Linked DNA regions of Hordeum vulgare: all the other regions are linked to region 1. The links are chromatin contacts, called in public Hi-C maps. All regions are on one chromosome and are shown on one strand. The core of a region is the stretch at or near the end of the contact, and the rest is flanking DNA. Distances in the headings are between cores, read along the strand shown.

The links. Hi-C and Micro-C count contacts between places; a contact is called where the count stands out from the background.
Region 2: a Hi-C map of leaf shows a contact between it and region 1, with 7 times the contacts expected there. The contact joins the promoter of LOC123443397 here to the promoter of LOC123443400 in region 1. A contact is called at or near these places in 4 of 6 Hi-C or Micro-C datasets (leaf and seedling) and 1 of 1 datasets of contacts at active chromatin or transcription factors (embryo).
Region 3: a contact with region 1 is called in a Hi-C map of leaf, with 8 times the contacts expected there. The contact joins the promoter of LOC123443398 here to the promoter of LOC123443400 in region 1. A contact is called at or near these places in 4 of 6 Hi-C or Micro-C datasets (leaf and seedling) and 1 of 1 datasets of contacts at active chromatin or transcription factors (embryo).

Annotation. Positions count from the first base shown.
Region 1 is chr3H:174,641,390-174,645,759 of MorexV3_pseudomolecules_assembly, forward strand. It overlaps LOC123443400, which reads left to right and starts at 2,004. Exons shown (of 3, transcript XM_045119745.1): 1 at 2,004-2,597; 2 at 2,737-2,842. The coding sequence starts at 2,019. LOC123443401 (epoxide hydrolase A-like) reads left to right here. Exons shown (of 4, transcript XM_045119746.1): 3 at 658-899; 4 at 1,256-1,628. The coding sequence ends at 1,502.
Region 2 is chr3H:173,681,651-173,686,020 of MorexV3_pseudomolecules_assembly, forward strand. LOC123443397 (ABC transporter F family member 4-like) reads right to left here and starts at 2,030. Exons shown (of 2, transcript XM_045119743.1): 1 at 1-2,030. The coding sequence starts at 1,968.
Region 3 is chr3H:174,121,513-174,125,882 of MorexV3_pseudomolecules_assembly, forward strand. LOC123443398 (syntaxin-22-like) reads right to left here and starts at 2,123. Exons shown (of 7, transcript XM_045119744.1): 1 at 1,708-2,123; 2 at 1,037-1,130; 3 at 167-306. The coding sequence starts at 1,907.

The DNA of each region.
Region 1 (4,370 bases), core at 754-3,253:
AGAAATTACAACATCGCATTATCAAGATATGGAGTGTGCAAGGGTCCAAGTAAAAATATTGTTTCTTGAAAGGCACCACGCTTTGCAATTTTGCATTGAAGCTTTATTTACTCCACAACAACACAGATCTTTATCTTTACTCTTATACAACAACACAGATCTTTACTCAGTGATGGGGGTCTGGATGTCTGGTCACTTTCAGGTCACATCCCATGTCTAATATGACACAAATGCTTGATATGTGAGCAGATGTAGATTATTTAGTCTTGTTTTAAACCATTGTGATATGTAGCAACACAAGGAATTGAGTGTGTATCCTTAAGTATAAGGGAAATCATCTCTGTAACAAGCACAAAAAATTTCAGGGAACGCACAACATCTCTTTTGAGCTGTAAAAGCTAACAAGATGGAGTATTACAGTGATTACAATTAGCCTTAAAAACATTTAACTGACTCCTGTCTTAGATTATAATTGTCTATCTTGGCATCACCAATTCCTACCTGCAGACGCAGGTTAAAATGTATCTCCTGACGCAGTACTAGATACTGCTGTTTAATTGCTTATTCTTGGATATAGTTTTCCTCTGCACCAACATTGCTTCAGATTTGTTTTTTCGGAAACAGTCGTTCATATGCATTACTGAATTATGCATGCAGGAGCCCGGAGTCGCTGAAGCTGAATTTGCTCTATACGACATGAGTCATAAGTTTAAGACGGTCTTTGGAATGCGCAAACCAGCTCCTCCTATTCTACCCAAGGACAAGACCTTCTTTGACTCACTTGATTCGGATGGTACTTGTCCTCCATGGTTGTCTGAAGAAGATATTTCCTACTACGCAGACAAATTTGAGAAGACAGGGTTTACAGGAGGGCTTAACTACTACAGATGCATGGACTTGTATGTCACCTACGGCCCATTCTCACTGTCTTGGTTTTACAATTAACTGCTTTATTTACTGTTGTTAGCAAGGAAAATTATTTCATTTCAATTATTCACTGATGATATAATCTGTACTGCGTAACTTGATGCTTTTGAGTTATCAGATGAGGGGAATTGCTTCCTAAATGCTAGTTGCCGTAACCTACAAAGACTAGGTTCAACATGCCCTTTCTTAACAGTTTTAAGTTGGTTAATGTATGTCTGAATTACATACGTAACATATCTGTTTGCGCCAACTTCAGTTCAAAAGTTTATGAGTGAAGGCATTTTGCCAGAGTTAACACAGGCGTCAACTTACTTTTGTGTTGATGCAGGAACTGGGAGCTTTCTGCGCCATGGACCGGAGCTCCAGTAAAAGTAGCAACAAAATTCATCGTTGGGGACCTGGACGTGACATACAACGTGCCGGGGGTGAAAGACTACATTCACAAGGGTGGCCTCAAAGCGAACGTGCCTAATCTGGAGGATGTGGTTGTCATGGAGGGAGTGAGCCACTTCTGCAACCAGGAGAAGCCTAATGAGGTTTCAGATCACATCTGCGAGTTCTTCAGCAAGTTCTGATTATATAAAGAGAGTCTCGGCGAACCTACTTGTTTTAGTGTTGTTTGTGTAGTTATAACTTGCCGATTACACATGCCATGATACCGAATTTTCTCTAAATAAAATCATGGTTTGATTTTCACAGCAGAATTTCTGTGAACTCTCAGGTCGTACTGTTTCTGTGAAGAGGATCAAAATGTAACCTGTGGGCAGCAGTGAAATCTTAGTACTCCCTCCGACCCATATTTACTGTAGCAACTTTAGTACTGTGCATTTTTATACTGAGTACCTGAAACTGGTAGTAGAAAGCACCGCTAGATTACCATTTCTTCTTTATTCGGGTCTGTCTCTTGAACATCTTTTTTTTTTTTTTTGCTTAGGTTCATACTGAGGTAGTGGAATTCCTCAGAAAATAATTTCTTATATTCCTCAGAAGAATACTTAGGTAGCGGACAAACAGATGGGAAGAATTTGCGCGGGGGCAATTTCGTGTTATTGTGGGAAATAAAATTGCTTGGCTTGTTCAAAAAAGATGTTATGAAACACCTCTGGCTAGCCACAAGTAAACTCAGGTATGGGCCGATCCCTGCGCACTTCAACTATGCAGCCCATTACCTTTCCGACTTGTCCGCGCATCCCGCTTCCCCTCTAGTAGCTTCCGCCAGAAGGCCCGGCCTCCCGTACAATGATGAAGCAGCACGGCAGCAGCCACCGTCGGCTTTGAAAAGAGCGGAGTGGAGAAAGGAATCGCTGAGCTCCTCCATCCAACTGCTTCCACCACAAGCCAAGCCAAGCCACACTGCCTGCCTTCCTGCTCCAGCCTACCCTCCCACCGCAAGCCAGAGTGTGGCCCGCCACCGCCAGAGATTCGCAGCCATGTCCGACGAGCTCAGGCGCGGGATCGCGGGCTCCGCCGCCGTCGCCGCCTCCCACCCGGCGCCCTACGCCGCGACGCGGGCCCCGGCCGACGCCGACCGCAGGCTCGCCGCCTCCGCCACCGCCGCCCTGGGATCCCCGCCGCCGGCCGCCGCGTCGCCCACGGCGCACAAGATCACGCTCAAGAGCGCCGACATGAAGGAGGAGATGCAGAAGGAGGCGTTCGACATCTCCCGCGTCGTAATCCCCTTTCCCCCTTGCACATTGGATTCTCGATTTGGTCCCGCCGCGCTGTCCCGGCGTGGCTGACGGGGCTGTCCGCTGGGGTTTGGTGTGGGGAATTTATCTATCTGTTTGTTTGTTTGTTTTGCAATACCAGGCGTTCGAGAAGCACACCATGGAGAAGGACATCGCGGAGTACATCAAGAAGGAGTTCGACAAGAATCACGGCCCTACCTGGCACTGCATCGTTGGCCGCAACTTCGGTAATCCCCTCCCTTGCCCCATTCCCTCTCGAAATAGCTTTGTACGGAGGGTGGATGTGCTTTGGGGTCATCTGGCTAGCTTGAGCGTGCACATTTTCTTCTCTTCTGAGGTTGGTTACAGGCGACCATAAACTTCTGCTGATGAATATATCTTCTATGGGGACAGTGACCGAGGTATAATTTCTGTGGATGTCTGATGGAGCAATAGAACGTTGAGTTAACTGCATAAGTGACCCTTGAGATTATGCATTTCAGAAGGACTTAGAAGGGCCGTAAGGATAAATTGTCTGGATGAGCACTAAGGAAATAGGATGAGCTAATGTAGTTTGATTCCTTGCTCACAGAGCTCGTTGTTTGGATGTTAATTTTTCTAACGATGCAAATATTTCTCCAAGCTTGATTCAGGCAGCTTGTCTACAGATTAGGTTCTGGCTGGTATCAACCAGTTCCAACTTCCAGTAGCTATTATTCAGTTTGTTGTGTTTTCAGTTGAGAACCTACCTCCTCGGAGGCAAAGTTCGGATCAAGATCCAACACGAAAACGATAAGAAGAAAATCGGATCGAATCCGAAAAAGAAAAGCAAAATAAGGGGGAAACATGCAAAACAATGTTGAAGCCGTAGATCGACTAGGCATAGATAGATCCGGTGTAACCCTTGTACTCACCTAATCCCGAGCCCGTGGAACTCCCTGCTCCGGCCATCGGTGCCGGTGTAGTCGTCGGAGACGCGAGAGAAAGGTGTGGTCGTGGGTGGTGCTTCCCGTGAGCACTGCGCTAAACCCTAGATCGGAAGGGGATTTTGGTGGGGAGTCTGGCGGCGCGGCTAACCTCGCACCGTGTGCCCCGGCCCCCACCACTTTATTTATAGCGCAGGTCACAGGGGCCCACCAACCATAACGGGTTGGGCGCCCCCCATCAGGGCGCATGGATCAAGGGCCCGGTGGGCCGTTGGGCCCACACGGAAGAGATCAACCTAACAATCTGGAGTCTATGTTTCAGTCTTTCTTGTCTAAAACTAATTTGGAATAAATTGCGCTTGGATCCTTATATGCAGTGTCATTGCCATGCTAGTTTATCTGATAGTGAGATGCATGGAAAACTGACTGACATGTTATGTACAGATTTCTCGACTGACTTGGTAATGCCATGCCACAAGATTTTCTGTGTCATGCCACATGGCATGCCATGTCATCTTAGAGGTTTACATGATGTACCATATCATCTGTTTCCAACTTTGCATTATTATAACCTTGACAGTTAACAGGCTGAAAGAGAGTATGGGAACCTCAAATGTAATTAGCTCATCTGAATGTGAAGTGGTTCTAGAAGGACGACAGATTAATCAAATATCTTTGATATGTATAGATAGTTGCATGTTAATTATACATTTTCAACTCCGCCCTCTACGATTTTTGTTTTGTTTTGTACTTGAGGTAACCATTTCATTTCACCAGATTTCTTAGAGTTTCTCGACAGTATTTGTTTGCAAGCCAGACCATTTGACAGTAGAAAGTCGCATCAGGAATG
Region 2 (4,370 bases), core at 780-3,279, 960 kb before region 1:
TGATGCAGGAGCGACTGGCGCCACATTTTTCTTCGTTGCGCCATGCTGCATCACCACTGGAGCTTTGTCCTCCTTCTCTTCCCCCGCTTCCTTCACTGGTTCATGAGGTTCCATGTTCTTCTTCCGCCTCCCGCGACGTGTCACCACCATGGCCTCCTCCTCCTCCTCCTTCTCTGGTTCATGAGATTCAACGGCCTTCTTCCGCCCACCTCGGAGCGTTGTATCCACAGACGCATTGGCACCATTATCGGAAGCAGCAAGCCGAGCACTGGCCCTTCCCTTCGGCACTTTCTCCTCCAATGCCACTGCAGCCCCTTCCACGTCTCCATCCCCAGATGCCACCTTATCCCTCTTCTGCACCTTAACGCCCTTCAATGTCGTCGAAACGAGCAGGTCCACAGGACGAACTCTTGATAGAGCCAACTCATTTCCTCCCTGCTCTTCCCCATCCTCAAGAACCAGGTCACTTGCACTAACCTTTTTACCAAGGCCCCTTACAGACCTCATCTTCGGAGGCAATGGCGGAGGGGCGTCAGTGACCACATTCTTCTTCCTCCCTCTGCGGTTTGTCACCACCAGGGCCTCCTCCTCTTCCTTCTCTGGTTTAGGGGGCTCCACAACATTCTTCTGCCTGCCACGGCGCGTCACCACTGCGGCTTCGTCCTCCTTTTCCTTCTCTGGTTCAGGGGCCTGCGCAACGTTCTGCCTGCCACGGTGAGTCACTGCTGTGGCCTTCTCCTCCTCTTCCTTCTCTGGTTCAGAGGGCTCCACAACATTCTTCTGCCTGCCACGGCGCGTCACCGCTGTGGCCTCCTCCTTCTCTTCCTTTTCTGGTTCAGAGGGCTCCACAGCATTCTTCCGCCTACCACGGCGCGTCACCGCTGTGACCTCCTCCTTCTCTTCCTTTTCTGATTCAGAGGGCTCCACAGCATTCTTCTGCCTGCCACGGTGAGTCACTGCTGTGGCCTTCTCCTCCTCTTCCTTCTCTGGTTCAGAGGGCTCCACAGCATTCTTCCGCCTGCCACGGCGCATCACCGCTGTGGCCTCCTCCTTCTCTTCCTTTTCTGGTTCAGAGGGCTCCACAGCATTCTTCTGCCTGCCACGGCGAGTCACTGCTGTGGCCTTCTCCTCCTCTTCCTTCTCTGGTTCAGAGGGCTCCACAACATTCTTCTGCCTGCCATGGCGCGTCACCACTGTGGCCTCCTCCTTTGCCTTCTCTGGTTCAGGGAGCTGCGCAGCATTCTTCTGTCTGCCACGGCGCGTCACCACCGTGGCCTCCGCCTCCTTACCCACCTCGCCATTCCCTGGCCCAGAAGGCTCCACGGGCTTCATGTGCTCTCCACGGCGTGGCGCCTCGACAGTCTCCTCCATCTCACACAGGGGCTCCGCTGCAGCCAGCTTCCGCCGTCCTTTCCGGCGCGTAACCACCTGGGGCTTCTCATCCACCGCCACTCCCTCTGCCTCTGGATCTGCCTTCTGCGTGTTGGGGTGCTGGGCGGCCGGCGGCGCTTTCTTCAGTGCGCCACGGCGGGTCACCGCAGGGGGCTTCTCCTCCGCCACCATCGGCGCCACCGCTGCCGTCTGACGCGAGGAGCGCCTAGAAGTGGGGTTGGCGATAGGCTTGGGATCCGAATCAGGCGCGATGGAGACGGCGAGCACGGTGGAATCGCCGACCTTGATTAGGTCCCCGTGGGAAAGCGGGGCGGGGACGGAGGGCACGAGGGGATTGCCGTTGAGGAGGGTGCCGTTGGAGGACCCGAGATCGGAGACGGCCCACCCGGCGCCGGGCGGCGGGAGGAACTCGATGACGAGGTGCTGCTGCGACGCTCCCCCGTCGCGCACGGCGAGATCGTTGCCCTTGACGACGCGACCGACGCGGAGGGCGGCGCCCGCGCTGCACTGCCGGGTCTCCCCCTCCCGTGGCCCCTTCTCCACCGCCAGGGTGAGCATCGGCGGCGGAGCGGCCATTGGAGAAGGTGGGGATTGGAGGGTTTCCTCTTTTTTTTTTTTTTTCCTTGCCTGTGAATGAGGTTTCAAAATAAGAATCGGGAGGGTTTGGGCGTTTTGAGCACTTTGCAGCAATCAGGGGAGGGGAGCGGGTGCACGGGCCCGCAGGCAGTGTGCGTGAGAGAGAATACGAGGCGTTCGACCGTTACTTCTGGGCTTTGCAGGCCGATGTGGCCTGGTGGGTCTAGATGGTTTTTCTTTTTTCCTTTTGTGGGTGTAGATGGTGATATTGAGCAACGCATGTGTCTGGTGTTTCTAAAAAAAAACGCATGTGTCTAGTCGATGTAGCACAGACCCTCCTGTCATAACCTTTTGGTCATTAAGAAATGAAAACCCTCGAATGAAAATTAAGAAAAAAAAACATCACCAAACATCTGCGTTCGAAGAATCTCAAAAAACATGGTGGCACTAATAATCCGGGAGGTTAATATTGTTGATGTTAGAAGAACGACAATTTGTATTATTAGAAGGTCAAAGCCATCATATAAACACACAAAGATGAGGAAGGCAAAAGGTTACAAGAGGATGTCAATCACTAATATAACTCTAACACCCCCCCTCCCTGGTCAAACTCATGGCGGATCCACGACACTGAATTTGAAGAGGTGAAATCCATGTTACGCTCTAGTATGAGACTTTGTGAAGAAGTCCGCTGAGTGTAACTTAGAAGGCACATACTGAAAAGTAGCAACATCCTGCACAACAGCGTGCGCATAAGAAGCATTAACACCAATATGCTTGGTAACCTCATGCTTCATGGGGTCCTGCACGGTACTGATATAGCACATGTGTTGTCCGACAAGATTGTGGTAGGTGTAGTAACAAAAATGCCAAGTTCGTACAGTGACCATCTTAAGCAAGTCACCTCTGCCGTCAGAAGAGCCATACCTCCTTAACTCTGCCTCTCCACTCAAATGGGAAAATGCACTCTCTTTCTTTGTCTTCCATGAAATGAGAAACCACCAAGAAAAAGCACAGTAGGAAGAAAGTGAACAACGATCCATAGGATCACTAGCCCACGTAGCATGTGAATAGGCCTGGAGGTGTAACGAGCTAGAACAGGGGGGAGACAATGAGGGATCGTGCCATGAAAATACCGTAGAATACGAAGAAGGTGACTATAGTGAACTAAAGTGGGAGCATAAACAAACTGACTCGAAATATGGACAAGATACGAGGTATCCGAACGAGTGACATCAGGATACACAAGACTCGCAACAAGATGATTATAACACATCGGATCAAACAAGGGCTCACCCTCAGAAGCATGAAGGTGAACATTGAACTCCATAGGAGTCTCGGCAGTGCGCACATCACTAAGAGTTGCACGATGTTAGAGCATATATCTCCATATGTGGTTTTTGGTAATTGATGACAATTCCTATGGACTAATGGTTGCCTTAAGTTATATTTATAGGATTTGTCCATAGGCACTTCTTGAAGTCCATCTGTTGGGTTCAAGGAGTTTATATGATGACCAAGGTGGTATTCAAGGTATTATCCAAAGAATGGTTATAGAGACACAAGGTTGATCAAGATCGTCGGACAAAGAGTAAATCAAGATGATCAACACACAAAGCGTACAAGATGTACCGAGGGGGATCAAGTGATCCCATGGTATGGTATGCATTGTCCAGTACGTATTTGTGTACTAACCCATGGTCTTCTTGAGAGTTCTATGTGGGGTTAGGTGTGTTTCCGTGGGCTTGCGTCAAGAGGAATATCTCATACAACCCATGGAGGATGACGTCAAGTGATGGAGGATGGTGGCAATGGACTTGTGAAGATATGCTGAAGAGCGGCTCACCCATAGTGTGTATGGGGGAGCAATCAACTAGTCTTCATCAAGCCAACACAAGCAAGAGGAATATCTCATACAACCCATGGAGGATGACGTCAAGTGATGGAGGATGGTGGCAATGGACTTGTGAAGATATGCTGAAGAGCGGCTCACCCATAGTGTGTATGGGGGAGCAATCAACTAGTCTTCATCAAGCCAACGCAAGCAAGAAATGTGGTCCATCTTGAGGAAGCCAAGATCATTGTCATCTAGCTCAAGAGGACGAGGTGCAAGATATAGGTTTTCCCTTGATAGGTTTTCTGTTTTAGGATAGATTGTCGTACTGTCACGGGGGGCTCTCAAGTGAGTAGCTTGATGGTATCGTTCGTTGAGAGCTCAAACCATTTGCATCCTTGCATCATACTTATTGGTTCTTGTTTGGTATTTCTCTTTGTGAGTTTTAGAGCTGATGGTCATCTTCATGACACGCTCGAGTTCATCGAAAACGGAGTCCATATGCATCTTCTATGATGTTTTCGATGTTGAGAGTTTTTACCGGTCTTATTCGAAGAAGGGTTCTCAG
Region 3 (4,370 bases), core at 873-3,372, 520 kb before region 1:
AAACTGGAATTGAACAGACTATTCTAGCAGATGAGGTTAACATACTACCTAGGAGAGAGTATACAGTATTTCAATAACTATAAGAAGTCCCCTGTTGTTTGAAAGCAAAAAAAGAAACAAGATAATGCATACAACAAAAAGTTAGAGAATCTGAGTAGAATATTACCTCTGTGGTAGACCTGCTTGAGTAATAAAAGGTGCATATGCAGCTTCTCTCTCTACCGCTAATCGCTGAGCTTTCTGAAACTCTTTTAGGACTGCTTGGAAATCCTTTGCTAGCTTCGCATCAGCAATCTTTTTGGTAGCCTGTAGTTTAAAACATAGTCAGAATCGCATTGTGTAGAAAATAAACCAGAAGCCCATATGGAAGAGCAAATACATCCAAATAAATAAAGCCACAGAGGAATGAAGATGCAAAGATGGAAAAACTAATATCAAGTGAAACACCATATATGATAAATTTGGGTACCACATTTGATATTGTATTCATGATACCAGCAATTACTGGCAAAAAAGTTCATGGACAGTATGCCACCATGCTAAAAAAAATCATGACCATGAATGTTAAGAATGAAGGAAAACCTTATTAGTTATCTACCAAAGGAGTCTAATTTCCTAGTGCGTCAGCACAAGACCATTGATATTTGAATACCAAATTCTATTTGAGGATTCCTATCAAAATACATGAATTGGAGAGTTTAGTTACCATGACTAAACTCCAAAAGCACTGTTACTTTCTTATGTACTTGCAAACAAAAACAAAAAACAGTTGCAGGTTCTGTTTAAGTGACAACATTACAACAGAACAGATGGTAAGAATCAGCTAGAAAAGTATTTATTTATTATTTTTTTGTTATTAATGAACTAAAAGTAACATCCAAGCTAAAGTACATGACTAAGAAAAGATTCAAATTCTACATGGTATCACTCTTTTGCATGCTCCGACAAATGAGGGAAAACAGTACATAAATGCTTCTAACAACAAAGGAAATATCAAACAGAAATATGTAAGTAGATCAAAGGGATAGACACATACACTGGCTTCAAGACGATGATCCGCCTCACTAGCTTGCTTAAGCTTCTCCGATGTATCCTTCACAAGTTGTGTTATGTGTGCTCGTGTTTTGTGTCTGCAAGCAACGGCAAAACTGATAGTTAGACGCCTATCATAACAAATTGAACGGGTGCCAGAAGAAGGTTTATTGAACGTTTAGTATAGTTAACATATTAAGGGCTATAACACAGCATGAACAAGTTATAAATGATATAAATCACATGAATTTCGGAAGAAAGAGCGCTAAAACATTTCATTTGATGTCACTGATGATGGGTCTATTCATTCAGTGATTCGCCCAACTAACCTATGCGCGAAGGTTCGTCAAAACGTAAAAAAGACGAGATAACTTTAAAGGCGTGGTTAATTTGACGCCCTGCAGAGTAGGCGGAAAAAAATGGGGTGCAATAAGCCCTAGGCAATCTCCGACACAAAGATATTGATTGTTCGCACGCACGCACGCATCCAGCAAACAAACATAACCTAAATCGGGATCAGAAATCGAGCCGCAGAATTCTCCCCCCAATCCCGCGCACGCTTCCGAAATCGTCACAGCGCCCAGCCCGGGATTGCCAAATCCATCCCGCAATCGAACCAAAACCATCCTGGAAACGAGGGGAGGGGTGCTAGGCAGGGTAAAGACGGCGGCTCACATCCTGTCGCGGAGGTCGGGCGTGTCCTTGGGCGTGCCGAGCGTGTTGACGAGGCGCTGGAAGGTGGCGACCGCCGTGTTGATCTGGAAGACGCCCGACGCGACGGCCTGCGAGGCGCCGGCGCCGGCCCCCGCCGCCCGGCCGTTCCTCCGCGGCGTCCCGCGGACGCCGTTCCCGGCCTCCAGGTCCTGGAAGCTCATCCCGTCCGCCGCGAATTGACCGATCGGCGGCTGGCTACCGGGGACTCGGCGAAATTCCGGGGAGGATTTTGTGGGGGAAGAGGTCGCGGCCGGCCGAAAAGGGGAGGGATTTGGGGCGGGGGCTGCGTCGCCTGTGCTCCGGTGTCACGGTTTGGTTTCGTCTCGTGGAGTTTAATTGGAGATTCCGGGGTACGTACGTACACTCGTGGGGGTAGAGGGAGCAAGGGGAGTTAACTTATCGCGGTGCTGTGCCTGAGCTGGTGTTTGGGGCCAGGCCAGGCCAGGTCGGGTAGGGAGCTGGTTTTGTCGGGGCGCGTACGCGGCGTTATTCGCACACGGTCGCACGCGCCGGCTAGAGGAGCGGATGGGGCGCGGTGAATTAATTATTACTATTAGCGTGTTAACAATTGTCTTAATTATGTTTTACAAGTCAAATTGTTTGACGCACGCAAACTCACCCCCACCTGTGGTTGAATGGATAATTGTATCTGACACATGTGATAAGCAATCCAACCCCTCGGTCGCGAGAAGAACATCGGCTGGGATCCCCCCTCCCGCAAGCGTCGGCGGGAAACCCTAGCGCCCACCTCCTCCTTTTCACTGTACCTCCTTCCCCTCGCCGCCGCCCCACGTGCTAGCAGGCAAAGCCCGATCAGCTCGGGCGGCGGCGGGGCCTCCTCCTTCCCCCGCCTGACGCTGGATGGCGCGGGCCATCTGGGTCGGACGACAACGCAACGTGAGCTCAGGGCGCGGCGGCGGCAGGTGCGCATGCTGCTTGCGGCGGCGTGGAGTGACTGATGCGGATAAGGGGTGTGCACTGACCTCGGCGGCGGCGGCCCTGTGTTCGGCCTAGATCTGACGCGGCTCAGTGCGTGGGGCTTGGGCCCTGGTGGTAACGTGCTCCAGCTCACCGCAGGGGCTGGCTGGCTCCGGTGGGCGGTCCCTGCTGCGGCGCTGCCTGGTGGTGGCGGGTCTGCCGCCCCCTGCCAGATCCGGCCCTAGGGGGCGTCTGGAGATGGCAGGTGTCACGGGCTCGCCGGCGTTTGCACGTGGTTAGGTTAATGGCTCCTGCGTGAGGGTGGCGTCGTCGTCGCGTAGAAGGTGTGTGGAATAGCGGGCTTGCAGACTGGTGGTGTTGCGCCACCGGTTGCGTGGGGATGCTCGGCGAGGTGGCTCCGAGCGAAAGCTTAGACGGTACGCCGTCCGCGGACGTTGTTTTTCCTCCTTGGGGGGGGGGGCGTTGTGGAGCCCTTCCTTGCCCAACACCTTCGGACCATGGACATCGCGCGAAAGCCTAAGACTCCGAAGTGAGTCGGGTGACTACGTCGTTCTTCCATGTCGCTTTACCCCCTTGGGCGTTGCCTTGAGGGTCACTGGCCTCTTCCGTGCTTTTCCGGAGCTGGACACACACGACATCGGGGTCGGCAGCTGCCCAATTGGCAATGTGGTTGGCACGACTTCTTGTGTGGTTACGATGGCGGCTTCGGACGTAGTTGGTGTGTTGTTGAGCTTTGGTAGTCGGTCTCATCCGACGTGTTCGAAGGGTTGCCGCACCTCACTTTGTCTTCCTGAAGTCGGAGCTGCTGAGGCGGGGCCTTGCGGCGACGATGACGCGAGGCGGTTGGCTGGTTGTGGCGCTCGCTCGGCTCAGACTCAATGTTTTTCTCCTACAATGCACGTCGACAGAGTCGAAGCTGTCTGGTAGTTGGCGCGTGCGGTTGACTGTTTGGCAGTGACCGGCGTTGGCCTCAGTGTTTGCTTGCGGTGAGGCTATATTTATGGTCGTTGATGGTGGAGTCGGAATCGCCCTTGGATAGGTATGATGGCGATGACACTGGATTGTAGCCTCAACGGTGTTATCTCCTCGGCGACGTGTGTGTGTTCTTATGCGGGTTGCCAGTTCGCCCTGTGTATATTGTGTGAACGTGTTGTAACGATTTTCGTCCGATTTTTCATTAATCAACCGGACAATGTTCTTCTTTCTTATTAATAAGATGAAGCAAAGCTTTTGCCTTCATTTAAAAAAACAATCCAAACAATTTAAAAATATATATATTCAAATCACCAAGGTTTAAGTGATACGACTTTACACGTACTTGTACTTTCACATGATACGCCGACGACTATGAAGATTGTTGTGCTAACTCGTGCACTGCAACAGAGAAGCTACGCGAACATATCCTCTTCAAACACAACCCACCCATTGCATTGACTAGCGCCTCAAGCTCCATCTAGGAGACTCGGCATCAGACTCTTTTTTTTTGCGAATGAAAGTATTTCATTGATCAATCAAAATAGTCTTTCTTACATATGATATCGATCTCCTCCGGAGTACTACGCAGCCACACCGCAGTGCGTTGTTTGTGATGACCGAAGTGGGCAAGGGCATCAGCAGTCTTATTCCTACTTCTTACCACATGTGATATGACATGTTCACCCACCTCATCTAAGTTCCGTTTGATC